Linked DNA regions of Gasterosteus aculeatus: region 1 is linked to region 2. Evidence: chromatin contacts called from public Hi-C data. All regions are on one chromosome and are shown on one strand. The core of a region is the stretch at or near the end of the contact, and the rest is flanking DNA. Distances in the headings are between cores, read along the strand shown.

Region 1 (6,800 bases), core at 2,687-5,186, 100 kb before region 2:
ATGCACGCACACACTCTCACACACACACACACACACACACACACACACACACTAGCTGAACCCATATCTGTATGATCTCAATCAAAAGCCTTGGAAGGAAACTCGTTAAATTACTGGATTTAGAAAACAGAATTGTTTATATTTTAGAGCTTCTGTAGAAAAATTGATGCTGTTTAATTTTTTGACTTCATTGTGCAAAGTGACAACACGAATATCTGCTTTCTAATTCATTTATAACTCCTTAATTGACTTGTAATGAATCACTTCTGAAAAGCTTTTAGCCAACGGAAACTTCAAAGAAACACTTAATAAGTCCAGTATTTGTTGTAATACTAATAAACTAAGACTGTCAAAGAAATGAAGGCCAACATGTTTCTTGTTCCCATAAATACGTTAGCCTCAGTTATGCCAAACCTGGAAGGCGTCCAACTCGAGCCATGAGACAACATATTTTGTGTGGGCTAGCTAATACTGTTTGCCCCCCACTTCATCTTTCTGTTCCTGCAGTGGAAAAAAAAAGAGAGTAGGAGGGATCCATGTACATTAAAGGGAAACATTAATTTTGTCCCGGAAGAATTGAGTCACGGTGTCAACTGAAACTGCAAAAAAGAAAGACCTTTAGCTTTCTAATGGAAACAGACGCCGAACATTGAGCTAAGGAACAAACACACCAAACAGTTCTCTTCCCTTTTTCCACTCCACTTTGTTTTCTGTAACCGCCTCACACTCCCCCTTGGTGTACTGTCCTAAAACTGACCAGGCTTGAAATATGACAGGTTTAATACATCCTACATCACCGTTGAGCCCGATTGAGTTACTAGAGCAACAACCGGCCTGTCCCGGCCTGCAGCAGGGCCTGCGGAGCAGCGGCGTGAACACAAGCTCTCGTCAAAAGGCCTTCAAACCCACAAGGAGACAGCGGTCTGAGGGATTGGGGGGGTATGAGTGAAACAAAAGACTGAAGGCGGGAGGTTTACGCCGCGCTGACATTCGGGGCAGGCACTCCGATGACAGGTAAGGAGAAGAGGGCTGGCTGGCTGGCTGCTGCCTGCAGTGTGGGTGGGTGGGTGGGTGAGTGGGTGGGCCACCAGGGGAGGCAGAGAGGGAGGAAAGGCCGGCAGCCCTACCCGGCGCTGTCACCCGCCCCGGCGTGTTTGGATAAGACGCATGGAACATGTGGGGGAATCAGCATGAGGCATCACACCTGGAGGAAAAGACAACTAAACCCAGCCCCCCAGTACGGCGGGCCCCGGCTCCACCAAGTCTAGCCAGCATCTGGAATGGATATCTGGAGATGCAGCCGGCTTCGCAACCCCTCCACAAGCGCTTCTCACCCTATAAAACGAGTGTCTCACTGAGGACTAGTGATAATAAATACTTGTTTATACATTTTTTTTTTTACTTTCTGCACCAAGTCCCATCTGCTCAGCATAATATCATTGTGCTTCTGATGAAAATAATCATTTTTTTCCCTTATAGTTGCTACACTCCCTTCACCCCCAATATGCTTCCACTTGACTCCTCCTGGCTTTAACGAGTGTACAGATGCCCACTGTTTTTTGGTTACAGTAGCGTCAGTCTGCCATCTTTCAGCATGCATCCATTGAAAAGGAGCAATGCATTCCCTCATATTTCAAAACACAATCGCAATATCTGCAATAGCTAGTTTGAAAACATTGGAAACAAAGCAGCTGACATCCATCGCTTTCCTAAAACAGAATGTCATATTGAGAATCCCTGACTATCAATGAGAATGCATGATAGATATCCATAAAAGGTGAATAAAACAGCGACCCACACATGATGCACCACTGTGTGTGTACTCTCTACACGTGTGTGTGTGTGTGTGTGGGGGGGGGGGGGGGGGGGGGTGTTGTCAAGGGCCAACCAGCCGTGTTGTGACTGGAACAATCCCAGCCACAATGTTTGTTTACACAGAACAGCTCACTCACCCAAATAATCAGAAGCTGTGGGCCTTCATAAGCCCCACACAAAGTCAATGGAGCCAGGTTGAGCTGGCGACAGCGCCGATAAGATACTCAAACACAGCCTAGTGATCTGCGATCCACGGCCTCTCCTTCCCACACCCTGTGCCCCACTACCCCCCCCTTCTTTTTTTTTTTTTCCTCTTACAATTCCCAACGTGACTCGTATTTGAAGTTCACGGGTCACACTCGGGAAAACAGAGCCGCTCGGCGATTAAGGCCGAAATTCTTGGTCAGTTTGATTTCGCGTCCTCACTCTTTTCCGCATTCTTTTAGCTCAACACACAAGTCAGAGCAAGCTGCGGTGGTCTGAAAATAAAAAAAAACCCTCTCTCTTTTACAGGAATGCACATTTGCAACACTGTATTGTTACGGTTTTAAGTTAAGTTGCTCGCTCGGCAAATCCTGGTGTGCAAGCGGGTTAAAACATTCATTAACATTCCGTTGATGACCTCGGCATTATGTCCACAGCGAAGGGAGAGCATATATTTGCCTTTGCACGGGACGATGAGGGAAATGATGGAGCATTATGTGCGTCAACGTGTGTCTGTGTGCGCGAGTGAGATAGAGAAACGGAGAGAAGAGCGAGCAGGAGAGAGCAGCGGGGAGAGGGATGAAACACAGCTCACTGATACAACATAATCTATCTGGAACCATGTCTCAATATCACAACATTTCACACATTTACGTGCCACAAATTTGGCAGAAGCAGCCTTCTTCTCAGATCAGTGGAGTTATTTTTGCCTTGTGTACTGGATGCTGCAGGACCGAGATACAGTTTGCAACGGCACAGATGGGAGAGGCTACAGCTCCGGTTGCCGCAGTATCGCATGCAAAAATGTTTGGTATGTTTTAACGCAGATAAAGCTGACATATTCCGAGGCGTTTCGCAGACAATACCCATGGAGGAACAATCTCCCATCTGGCAGTGCAGTCTCTCTGAAATCCTCTCTGTCATGCTGAATGAGAACCGGAGAGACAAAACATTCTGGGTCTGTATATCAGTCCTTATCAAGGCTGTACCTTGGGCCTCGCTTGATATCAACAAAACATCACCCTGCAGGCTAGGACTTCTCCAAAAAAAAAAAAAACCTAATCCTGCACTTTATGTTTTAGTTTGAATTCATAAACATCTCTTCCCGGTTTGATGCTGCACAGAAACAGTTTATGTATTCATCCTCAGGGTATAAATACGGGATCGGGTGGCAGCATAGCGGACACAAGTGGAAGCACACTTGCAATTTGCTGGCTGGGATGAAATTGATCAGCTTTACTCTGCGTCCCCTTCCCGCCCACGTCTCCGTAAAGGAGGATTACTTTCAGAGGCCCGGTTGGCCGCTGCTTTTCTGAGAGGAATGTCAATAAAAGTCACTGCTGTACTGATTCTCTCCACATGATGGTGCAGAGGACAAGTCTCCCCCTGGACGGGCGTGAAAGCTGACATTTACCTTTATGCATGTCCACTGCTCACAGATGAACAATGGATCCAACAATACTGCTTTAAAGGGCCGAAACGTTTTTGTTTTTTTTTATCACCTGTTACTACATCAACAAAATACTGCTAAATAATAAACAAACGCAAATGGTTTGGGTTTCATATTGCAATAATTGCTATTAATTAATTACGTCTGCATTGTTTGTACTGAACAGATGCATGTTTGCATGGAGGCTTATGTTTGAGTGTGCCGCACACGGTAGAACACATCCATGTCTTCGCTAGCTTTGTTTTAAATAGATTTTATTTAGTCGAAGCCGTATGCACAATGTATCCAAACATGACCATAATCCCCTTGGCAGTGTGACGTTGCGTCGTTTTGGTCATTGAACAAAGAGCCGTTCCATCCAATATAGAATACAATAGAGGTCCGTACGTGTGTGTGTGTGTGTGTGTGTGTGTGTGTGTGTGTGTCCTTCCTGTCTGTATGCAGTCACACCTGTACTCTCTGTCATGATGTTATCAGACCCTAAACACCTGCTCCACAGTCTAAGGTCACCAACTACATAAACCTGCCTCCTAGCACAGCGAGATGGGCACCTGAAAATGCACTGTGTGTGTGTGTGTGTGTGTGTGTGTGTGTGTGTGTGTGTGTGTGTGTGTGTGTGTGTGTGTGTGTGTGTGTTTGTGTGCGTGTTGGTGGACGTGCGTGTGTGTGTGATAGAGAGTGTAAATAAATTGGGGCATGTTTTTCTTCTACGGTCATTTATATGCAGCTCATGTCACCCAGCACATCGCTCACAGGTTCTGTACAACCCTGAGTGTGACCCGAATGGAAGAAGAGGTGGATGGAGAGAGGGAGAGAGAGAGAGAGAGAGAGAGAGAGAGAGAGAGAGAGAGAGAGAGATATTGTTGACTTGACCAGTTCATGTACACACATCATGTAGGTGAGTCTCCATCTTTATGATGGCAAAAGAAAGATGTAATATAATGGCAATATGGTTAAATGCCCTCAATATGACCCGTGGCACAAGTTCTGGTAAAGGATTAACAATTAAACAAAGCACGGCAAATAAATTATAGACATTATCGGAAATGATTGCTAATCGGTGGATTCTAATTCATTTATTCTTATCAGCTTATCATGTGCTGTGTATACAGAAAAGAGTAAACAATTGTATGAAACTATGACTTACAATTGACAAAGTGGCCACATCGTTTGTTTTTTTAATTCTTTTTGATTGAAGCTTTCTCATTTTGAACAACAACGTCTCCTCTCCAACTAAAGACCGGCAAGGATCCAGTATTTCTGAATCTCTTTCTGTGTTTTTAAATCCAAGCCGCCTGCTTTTGATTAAAAAAAAACTTCAGTTAATCCCTTAAAAAGTTATGTTTTAATAGTTTCAACTCAGAAATGTTGACTTACCGCACGACTTCATGCTGCTGCTCAGGACTTCAGTTCAATTTGAGTTTTAATTTTCAAACATACATGTGCTTTAATGTGGTAATTTGATGACAGAAAAACACCCAAGACGTTTGTTAACTCGATTTAAGTACAGTTTTACTTTTGTGCACAAACGAAGCAGCAGTGACACTACAAACTATCTACCAACGACTCAACATTCTCCCATCAGCCTCATGTACTTCTCAGATAATGAATTGGTGAACTGCGGTTATTAATAAACAAGGCAGGCCACAGAATAATATCCCCCAGGTTGCAGGCAAGAAAACAAAACACAGCTATTGTGGTTCTTAACAAAGCTGCGGGACATCACCGCATTGAGTGGATTACTGTGTGCAGATAGTGCGGGAAAAAATTGCATTACATTGTTATGCCTGTTGGTGTTTTTGCTCAGAAATACTTTCATTTTCGAGCCTTAATGACAAAAAAAGAAAGCTTCTCTGATTGAAAACAATTCCGGCACTTCAAGCCATAACAAAAATTATGACAACAGCGTTTTCACCAAAAGCAAGACATTTCACGCACCGGGAGCCTTTTGTGATATGCTCTCTCTCTCTCTCCCTCTCTCCCTTCCCCTGGCCCTCCCTCTCTCCCCCTGTCTCTTTCCTTTGTGTGCGTGAATCATCTCTTCCCCGCGGCCTGTCTGTGATCATGTTGATGGGAAACAAAGAAATCATCTTGAATGGCACATTAATTTCCTCCGTTCTCCCCCTGTCCTCTGCCTAATGAAATCCCCTCTGCCACGGGGCCCGAGGAGCCACACTGGCAAGCCGTCACCAGCCAGTAAATATGTTTACCTTGGAGCACTACACTAATGGACTGTTTACTGGAGGGGGGGGGGGGGGGGTTCAGAGACCAAGCAGCTCTGGGTCCGGGTGGGTTGTTCGTTAGACCCAATGGCGGCTCCTTTGCTCGCCCCATCTCCCCCAGAAAAAACGACGAACCACCGGATCAAAAGTGTTTTTTCACAAAAAAAAGTTTCAAAAAAGAACATGACTGGATCACATTGGATCACACTGGGGTGTAATATTCCTGAAGTTTGACTTGTTACCGTAGCATCTGGGGGTTTGTTCCTCCACACAAGGTTCAGATCCTGGTTATTGCTGTCGGCTTTTTAATGAACTGACTGCTCTCTAAGGCTGTCCAAATACAGTGTGTGTGTGTGTGTGTGTGTGTGTGTGTGTGTGTGTGTGTGTGTGTGTGTGTGTGTGTGTGTGTGTGTGTGTGTGTGTGTGTGTGTGTGTGTGTGTGCGTGTGTGTGTGTGTGTGTGTGTGTGTGTGTGTGTGTGTGTGGCGCGATGTTGTAATTCATGAAGGACTAATCAGATTACCATTCACTAAGAAAGCCGTAGCCACTGTGATGACTTCTGGCACACTTCAAGAACAACAAAGCTGCTGTTGTAACTAAGGCCAATTCCTAATACGAAACGGTGAGAAGTAGCAGAAAGAAAAACGTGAATGTAAGAAAACTAAAACTTTCTGTCTAAAGTGACACAGGCACAGCTAAGAATAACATAAAACAGATAAGAAACCTTTAAAAAGGTGCTAATGTGTGGTTGCTGCTGTGCCGGGGAAAGAAACTAACAAGGTAGAAAGGTGTCAATTCTTTGGAATTTGTGTAAAGTTTCAGTCAGTGTGGGGCGAACAACACGCAGCGTGTGATGTCTTCAGTGCTGCGTCGGTCGGAAGCTGTCATCCGAGCATCCAGACACCCCACGACGAGCAGGCAGGGCCCTTTAACCGTCAGAAACAACTCCTGACAGAGAGAGTTATGCCACCAGGCCATAGTAATGTTCTACACAGGAAGTCCACTACCCCCAAAGCTTCAATACATTCCCGTCCAATCGTTTGCACCAGTATCACTAATAATTCCAAATGCATGTTGTAAAATTATGACAACTTTCTTTGTTACAGGGGA
Region 2 (7,039 bases), core at 3,782-6,281:
TGTTTTACAGCCTGGGCCAACAGCAACGCCTCCCAGCTAATCCACCAACAAACACAAACATCAGATGAATTATCTGTAATGGAGAGGACTCTGTTCTGGCACCGCTGACGGAGAAATTAAACAAAACATGAGTTTATTTTGGTAAATATTTGGATTTTGTTTTGATTCTGCTATTCATGTAACGTAATTAGCTGGCAAATATAGATCTGTATAGAAGCCCTTGATTTTTCCACAAGCCGGTGTTGGTGTTTTAAGGTTCCAGCGGTTCTTTCCGGCGCCGCTTCACGCGTGAACTAGATATGAGCAGAAAGCTCCTTCGCTTTCGGCATTTGAATTGAGTTCGTCGACTTCGAAACTTCTAGAATTGCACTTTAAAGACGAGAGGAACCCGCTCCCACGGATCCTCCATCCATCCATCCATCTATCCGCGGCCAGCAGCACACTTGACAGTTTCTCTGGCTCAGGAGCCAAGCAGACAATGCTGCTCTGACAAGCGAATCTCTCCCGTGTCGGAATCTCATCTACTTAAAGCACTATTTATTCAGCACACATCCTTTTAATGCCGAATTCTGGCAAGGGCGCATGAAATCCACCACCTTAATTCCATTAGCTTGTTACTCCAATAAATCCCAATAATCTAAAGCTAACTGCAACACATACGCAGAGTCTGGAAACGCACGAGCCATAGCCGCTCCCTCTGGGGCATTTTTAATAACACTAACAGCCTTTAAAGGTTGATTCATTCGACTGACATCAAAGTAAATGGCCACATTAACCTGTGTTGGCTGGCAGTAACGGTGGAGCTGGTCATGGCGGGAAAGTAAAAACTGGTGGCAATATGGAGCACAGCGGGTTTTGACGACTTAATCAAATTACATCACAAAGATTTGAAGATGCAACAGCTGAAGAAAGTTGTTATTCAAATACTCTTTTTTTTCTCTTCCCATGCTGCTGCTTGGTTTCCCACCATCCTGAATGGACCTTCTATCTGCTTCATCACAGTCCGCACGCAGGGCCGAAGCTATTGTTGATAAGAGACTTGAAGCTTCACTTAAAACGGGGCTTAGCCAAAGACCCGGCTCTTCATTTCAAAAGTGACCAGGCTTTTGTTAGTCAAAGTGTTGAGAGAGTCCTTTAAGATGCCCTTGGTGTGAGGGAGCAGATAAAACTGGGGAAAGTGAGCGAGGACGAAAAGGAACGGGGAGACAAAGAAAAGAGAGCGGGAGAAAACGATGACGCCGCGAGCCGGATAATCTGAGAGGGAAGAGAGCGTAAAAAGGGATATTAAAAGCATACCGAAAGAGAAAGGCATGAGAAAGTCTTTGCTGGTAGGTCTTATCCCATTGAGCCGATGAGATGGGTGGAGGGTGAGGAGGGGCGAGAGATAAGAGCCAAAGAGGATTAAGGCCGTGAGAACCGTTGTTGTTGTTGTTTTTGTGATCAGTTTGAGAAGCACTGCTTCTCAAATGATCCACCTGACCACTTCAAAATGCTCACGGCGGCAAGAAATATGCACGTGAGGGACGACAAGAGAAGCTCAGCGGCGGCGGCGGCCAGAGCACGTATTCAACCACTGTTTATTTGAAAGGTCTGGAAATTAAAAGTGTGTGAATGAAGAGAAGCTCACCAGAGCTTTTCAGTCAGACATCTTCTACAGGCTGAATATCCTGCGTGCCTTCTGGCTGAGGCAGGAAGCCGGAGAGAACCCACAAAGGCTCGGGGGAGAACGTGCAAACTTTATTTGAACCCATTACCTTCCTGCTGTGAGTTGACATTGCTAACCACCAAACCACTGTATCATTATTCTCTAATAATATCCATACGTCTGCTGAGAATTATCAACCAGTGGAGTGATCCAACTTCCTTATAAGTAAGGTAACTACACCGTGCATTGATTACATCACAAGGATTACAGAGATTTGCTTTGCAAGGTTACAAAGTGAATTCAGTCAATTTGTGTTTTAGCTTAGTGTTTTTTCCTTCACATCTGGGGAGGCGTGAAGAAAACTAAACGCCATAAGAGCTGTGAGGGTGAACCAAAACAGTCAAATTGAGGGCCGAAAAACCGAAACAGTGAGTTAAGACACTAAAACAGTGTGTAAAGGCCACGGAAACTGTAGAGGTGGCCTGAGGAGGGCTTTGACTTATGACCTCAATGTTTTCAAGATCTTCCCTGCGTTCCAAGAGGTATGTGGAATGACCGTAATTGGGAAATAAAACGAATGACAGATTGAGTGAATGATTTGTGAAACAGCCGTAGTTGAAAATCTGGGCTTTCTGGTGCACTTACATTTCTCACACTGCAAACAAGTTACGCCTAAACGACGTTGGAAAGCATCTTGGCAGCTATGGTGTTATTCTATTTTTATTTCACTAATTATTTTGTTTGTATAAGTTCAGGCCATTTTTATTTAAACCCCAAAAAGCAGAAAAGGAAACTATAGTTTCTTCTGTCACGTGTTGAAGGGCCAGAAATGTGTGCGTGGCTTTCCCGGCACCCACAATTCACCAGAACCAGTTGTTCAAAGCAGCACCTACTTGCTCACAGCCTACATGGTGCACCCTTCCTCCAGACATCACACACATAACTTACCGTAATGGAAACAGAACAAGCACGGGTGGTCAAGCGCTGGCATGAGACAGACCAATGAATCAGACACGACCGACCTGTGCTCTGTTTTCACAGAAAGGACTGTGTTTCCTACATTAACTCCCTTCCCCCTGTGCTGTATAAATAGATACAGATTGAGTAAGAGCGAGAGGACTGTGGTCAGAGGGCTGTGAGTTATAAGGAAGTGGGCTCGGCTGCATTAAAGAGATACAGCCCCAGGAAACACAGCTCTGCTGACGAGTTCAGTCCGAAATGTCCTGCTCGGTTCTGTCTGGTTGGACGGGCCGGGGGGAGGGGTGACGGGGGGCCACTGCTCGCACCGGCTCTTTGTAGGCCGAGATACTTCGTAGGTGCTCGGCACTGTGTCGCTGAACCTTCCACCGGCACCCAGTAGCTGCCATGCGTTAGCTGCTGCTCGGATAAAGTAGCCGAGCCATCGGCGTGAATTAACGTTAGCTTACTAAAATATCCCTCGTTGAGACGGAGGACTGTAGAGGGGTCCAATGGTATGACGCACGGGATTACCTCTTAAATTAATGATACAATTTGGCTTCCAGAATGTAATCTGAAGCATATGTGCCACAAGTCTTCCTGTTTGTTGTTTGCGAGGAATCAACAGCAGTAGTTACAGTATGTTGGATATAGTAAAATGTGTTATATGTGTTACAGCAATCTCGGCACACATTGAACTGCTGTTCTGTACATTTCAAACATATATGATTTTCAAACAGTCCAGAAGAGCTACAAGCAAGATTGTGTTGCATGCTACTAGTTCAAAGGATAAGGCACAGATTTACAATCGCAACATACTTTATTATTTTAACGAGTCACACTTTATGATCATTAATGCAAGAAACTAATGTTTTAAATCAATGTGAAAGAACGTGTGACGTTCCCTGAAATGAAATCTGCAACCCAGTTGACCAGTTGATATACTGTCGTTGAGACACGTACACAAAACCGTCTTACCGCAGTACCAGAAGTCCCAGGCAAAAGGTGGTATCACAAGCTAGTTTCAGGTCTCACATATATTTTCAATTCCCCATGGAATAGAGGAAGCTGACCGCCTGCACGGTGGGATTCAAACGACATCCACACCATTCATTTGCTCACCGAGGCATCTGCGAGCGAGACGACAAGCAAAAAGGCCCAGAGGAGGAACATTAGGCCGCCGTTGCACATCGACGGCTGACTCGATGCTCATTAATACCAAATTCTAATGTTAATATATTTTCTGCAACTTACCATCTCTGATCTCCCCGCTGCAGAAAAAAAAAAAAAAGAATATGATTTCGAACATAATCTTGTGACAGTGTGCTCGACTAGAGCCACACTGTCATACTCCCGGTGTGAAAGTGTAGATATGCAGATATCTGATTACTGGGGTACAGACTGCTTGCTGCAGTGACAGCTGTGCCGCCGTGATAGGTGGGCGACACAGCAATGTTAGCGTGTGATTGTATGCCAACGGGCAATATTGCCCGAAAGTTAAACTGAAGCCAACTTTTCCACACTGCCAACTGGTTGGTGGTTGTCGCGCTGGCCAAAAGATCTGAGTGGAAAAAAATAAATAAATAAAGTTGATTCCCGACAACTTCGGACGACTATAGTTGCCGGGGAATGGCGTAATCCGCCGCCCGTACCTCCCCGTCCCATCTCCTGCTGCCAGCTGTGTGCTGTGGAGGAGCAGAGGGAGGGCCCGGCTCCAGGGAGGCGTGGAGTGGCCACTCTACGACCAGCCTGGAAGGTACTCGGGTAGCCATGGTGCCTTTGTCTCCCAGTCCAATCTGGCCACCTCATCTCTCCCGTCCACCCATCCATCGCTCCCGGTGCTTCCTCCCTTCCCCCGTGGGCCCGCTGCAGCCTCTCACCTCACAATGGAGCCAGGCCTCGGTGGCTGCTGCTCAGAGAGCAGAGAAAGTCCCATCTGGACCACAGGAGAGACCGGGGAGAGGTGCGAGGTGGACGGGGAGGAAGACAGCGGCAAGGCCAGATGTATTTTTAGGCAGGGCCAAAGACGGATTGAACCAGAGCCTCTTTCTATGCTGGAGGCAGTAGATTTTCATTGTCGCAAAGAAAAAAGTCACGTTATGAATTCATGAACACATGCTGAATCTGTGAATGAATCATAAAATGTGTCCAGTAAACACATCTGTTCATTATTAGAGATTCATTGTTACACAAAAATGTTGTTATGAATGTTGACTGACTGCTAAACTCTTTTGTGTCTGTATTAGACCGTAAATGTGTGTTCAAATAATAAGGAAATTACTACTATTATATTGATAATGGGGTTATTTTTGGGTTACAACTTCTCAAATGAGGGGATTTTATCCTTTTTGGTCATTTCTATATATGGATATTTATATATGGATTTTGGCATATTAGTTGGATAAAACCGGGACGATATCTTGGCAACCAGGAAATTATTTTTATTAAACATGAAAAATAAAATACTATCATGAAAAAACTGATGATTGCAACCGATTGTATCATAAGGATGCTCTTAGTTATGACATTACACTGCATTGCAAGAGCTCTAACGCAATTGCAGTAGATTTCTCTGGCCGTTTGTTGGCTGCACGTTCACCCCGTGCAGATCACAGCCCCCTTCACTACATCACTGCAGATCGAGGGTGTAGAACATTCAGACCACGCCCCGAAGCCGCTACAGGAGTCCCCGCGCCACCCTTGGATGAGTGCACTCCTCCGCGCGCCAGGCGCGACCCGGTGGAGAGGCGCATGACGCAGATGGAGAGGAAGTCACCGAAAAAGGCGCAGCGCGGCTGTTGTAACTCGGACGGACGCGCACTGCGAAACGAGCTGAATTCGACGTCGGCTCTTTCGCGTAAGACGCGGCGGTGTTGACACGCAGGTTTTTGGGGAGTAAACGGTTTAGAATCAATGCAGTGAGTTTAACTTGAATGACGAACCGCTTCGCTGTGCACACAGGGGACGTAACAGATTCGGCACTTCAACGATTAAGGTTTTTTTTCTTCTTTTTTCATTTCCTATACGGTTAGTGTAGCCTCTGACCTTTTATTTTCCGCATTATGTCATTACATTAATCCCCTTGCCGTTTAAACACAGTATTTTTGGGTGCACGGAGAGTAACTTTTTATTTGAATACCCTTCGCTGCGTCGGGACTTGAGGACAGGTTAGAAGAAAAGCAAAAGTTTCTTTGTATGCGGGTCATAAACACACAACGAAAATCCATTTCGAATCCGCTGAAAGAATGAAGATGAAGCTGCAGGGGCGGAGGATCAACACGTCTCTGACCGCAGCGCAGCAGCCCGACGCCGGCTGCAGCTGCAGGGCGCACCGCAGCCGGCTGGCAGCTCCGCTTTGTTGTCTAAACCTCATCTCCTGAACCCAAAGTGGGGGGAGAAGGGGGAGAGAAGGGGGACGTAGAGAGGCGAGCCACCGAGGAATGCCTTCGTGACTCGGATGGGGGCAAAGGAACCTTTAGGGGAACTTGTGGAAACGACTTGTGGCCATTTGGTTCATATGGTGAAGGCATACATTTAGCTGGACAGTCATGGAAACTCAAATTGGTCGGAGCCAACAAACAGCTGTAGACTCATTTATCTTTTTTGACATTTGAAAAAAAAACGATTTAAAAAGATATTAAGATGTACCAATTACTCCAATGCATCATACCATTTAATGACATTACATACTGGATTGTCCTCACTGATGCATGAAGGTCCCACTGTCCCTCAGTGAGATGTCCTATTGGGGAATCTGTGGAGTATATAAACTACAGCCAGCCATTCCTATATTACCATAATAGTATCCTCCTAGCAGATCATAATCCAATCGAGTGGGGAATCAAACGTGACCCGGTCCCGGGGTTGATCAGCTGAGAACCTGCACTTCTGATTGACAACCCCGAAACCCCGTCTCCATGGAAACCGCCTCGGTGGCGCCGCGAGGGCTGGCTCGAGGGCTGCTGTGAATAGGGTGACGTCACGGCACCGGCGCCAGAGAGTCTGCTCCAAAAGCGCAGCGAGAGGGAGGAGGAGGAGGAGGAGAGAAAACGGGGAGGAATAGAAGAAGAAGAAGGGGTGAGGCGGCGGCCGCTGGATGTGCGCTCGGCTTTGCACCGACGTGCTCTCTGCGCGATTTAATCACCTTTGGCCGTCAGGAATCGCTCATCGTCCAGAGGCGCCGCGCGAAATGTGCTCAGCCTGTAGGGAACGACGGGGGGGGGGGGGCGGGGGGGGGACGTGGGGCGAAATGGAAACGTCCCCATCGCGCCAGATGTGGAGTTTTCAGATGAGATTAGAAATCCACAAGAGAACGGGGATCGCCGGACAGCTGAAGGAGAAGCTGTCCGGGCCGCGTAAAAAGATGACACAGATGGTGTTTTTCCTGCATTTAGAGAGAAATGTGGGAAAACATGCGACGAGGACGCAAATTCATCA

Evidence for each region. A called contact is a pair of places that touch in the nucleus more often than the background predicts.
Region 1: a contact with region 2 is called in a Hi-C map of skeletal muscle, with 3 times the contacts expected there. The contact joins the enhancer-like site here to the promoter of id2a in region 2. A contact is called at or near these places in 5 of 6 Hi-C or Micro-C datasets (liver, skeletal muscle, tail fin and 1 more).

Annotation. Positions count from the first base shown.
Region 1 is chr15:7,581,672-7,588,471 of fGasAcu3.hap1.1, reverse strand. No RefSeq gene overlaps it. Among protein-coding and RNA genes, the nearest start is that of LOC120832839, 56 kb to the left of the region's middle. Within about 2 kb of position 3,936, at least 3 of the 9 cell types and tissues checked have open chromatin away from gene starts, as enhancers often do. A contact at or near this core is called in liver, where this site is marked.
Region 2 is chr15:7,481,904-7,488,942 of fGasAcu3.hap1.1, reverse strand. It overlaps id2a (inhibitor of DNA binding 2a), which reads left to right and starts at 5,031. Exons shown (of 2, transcript XM_078089967.1): 1 at 5,031-7,039.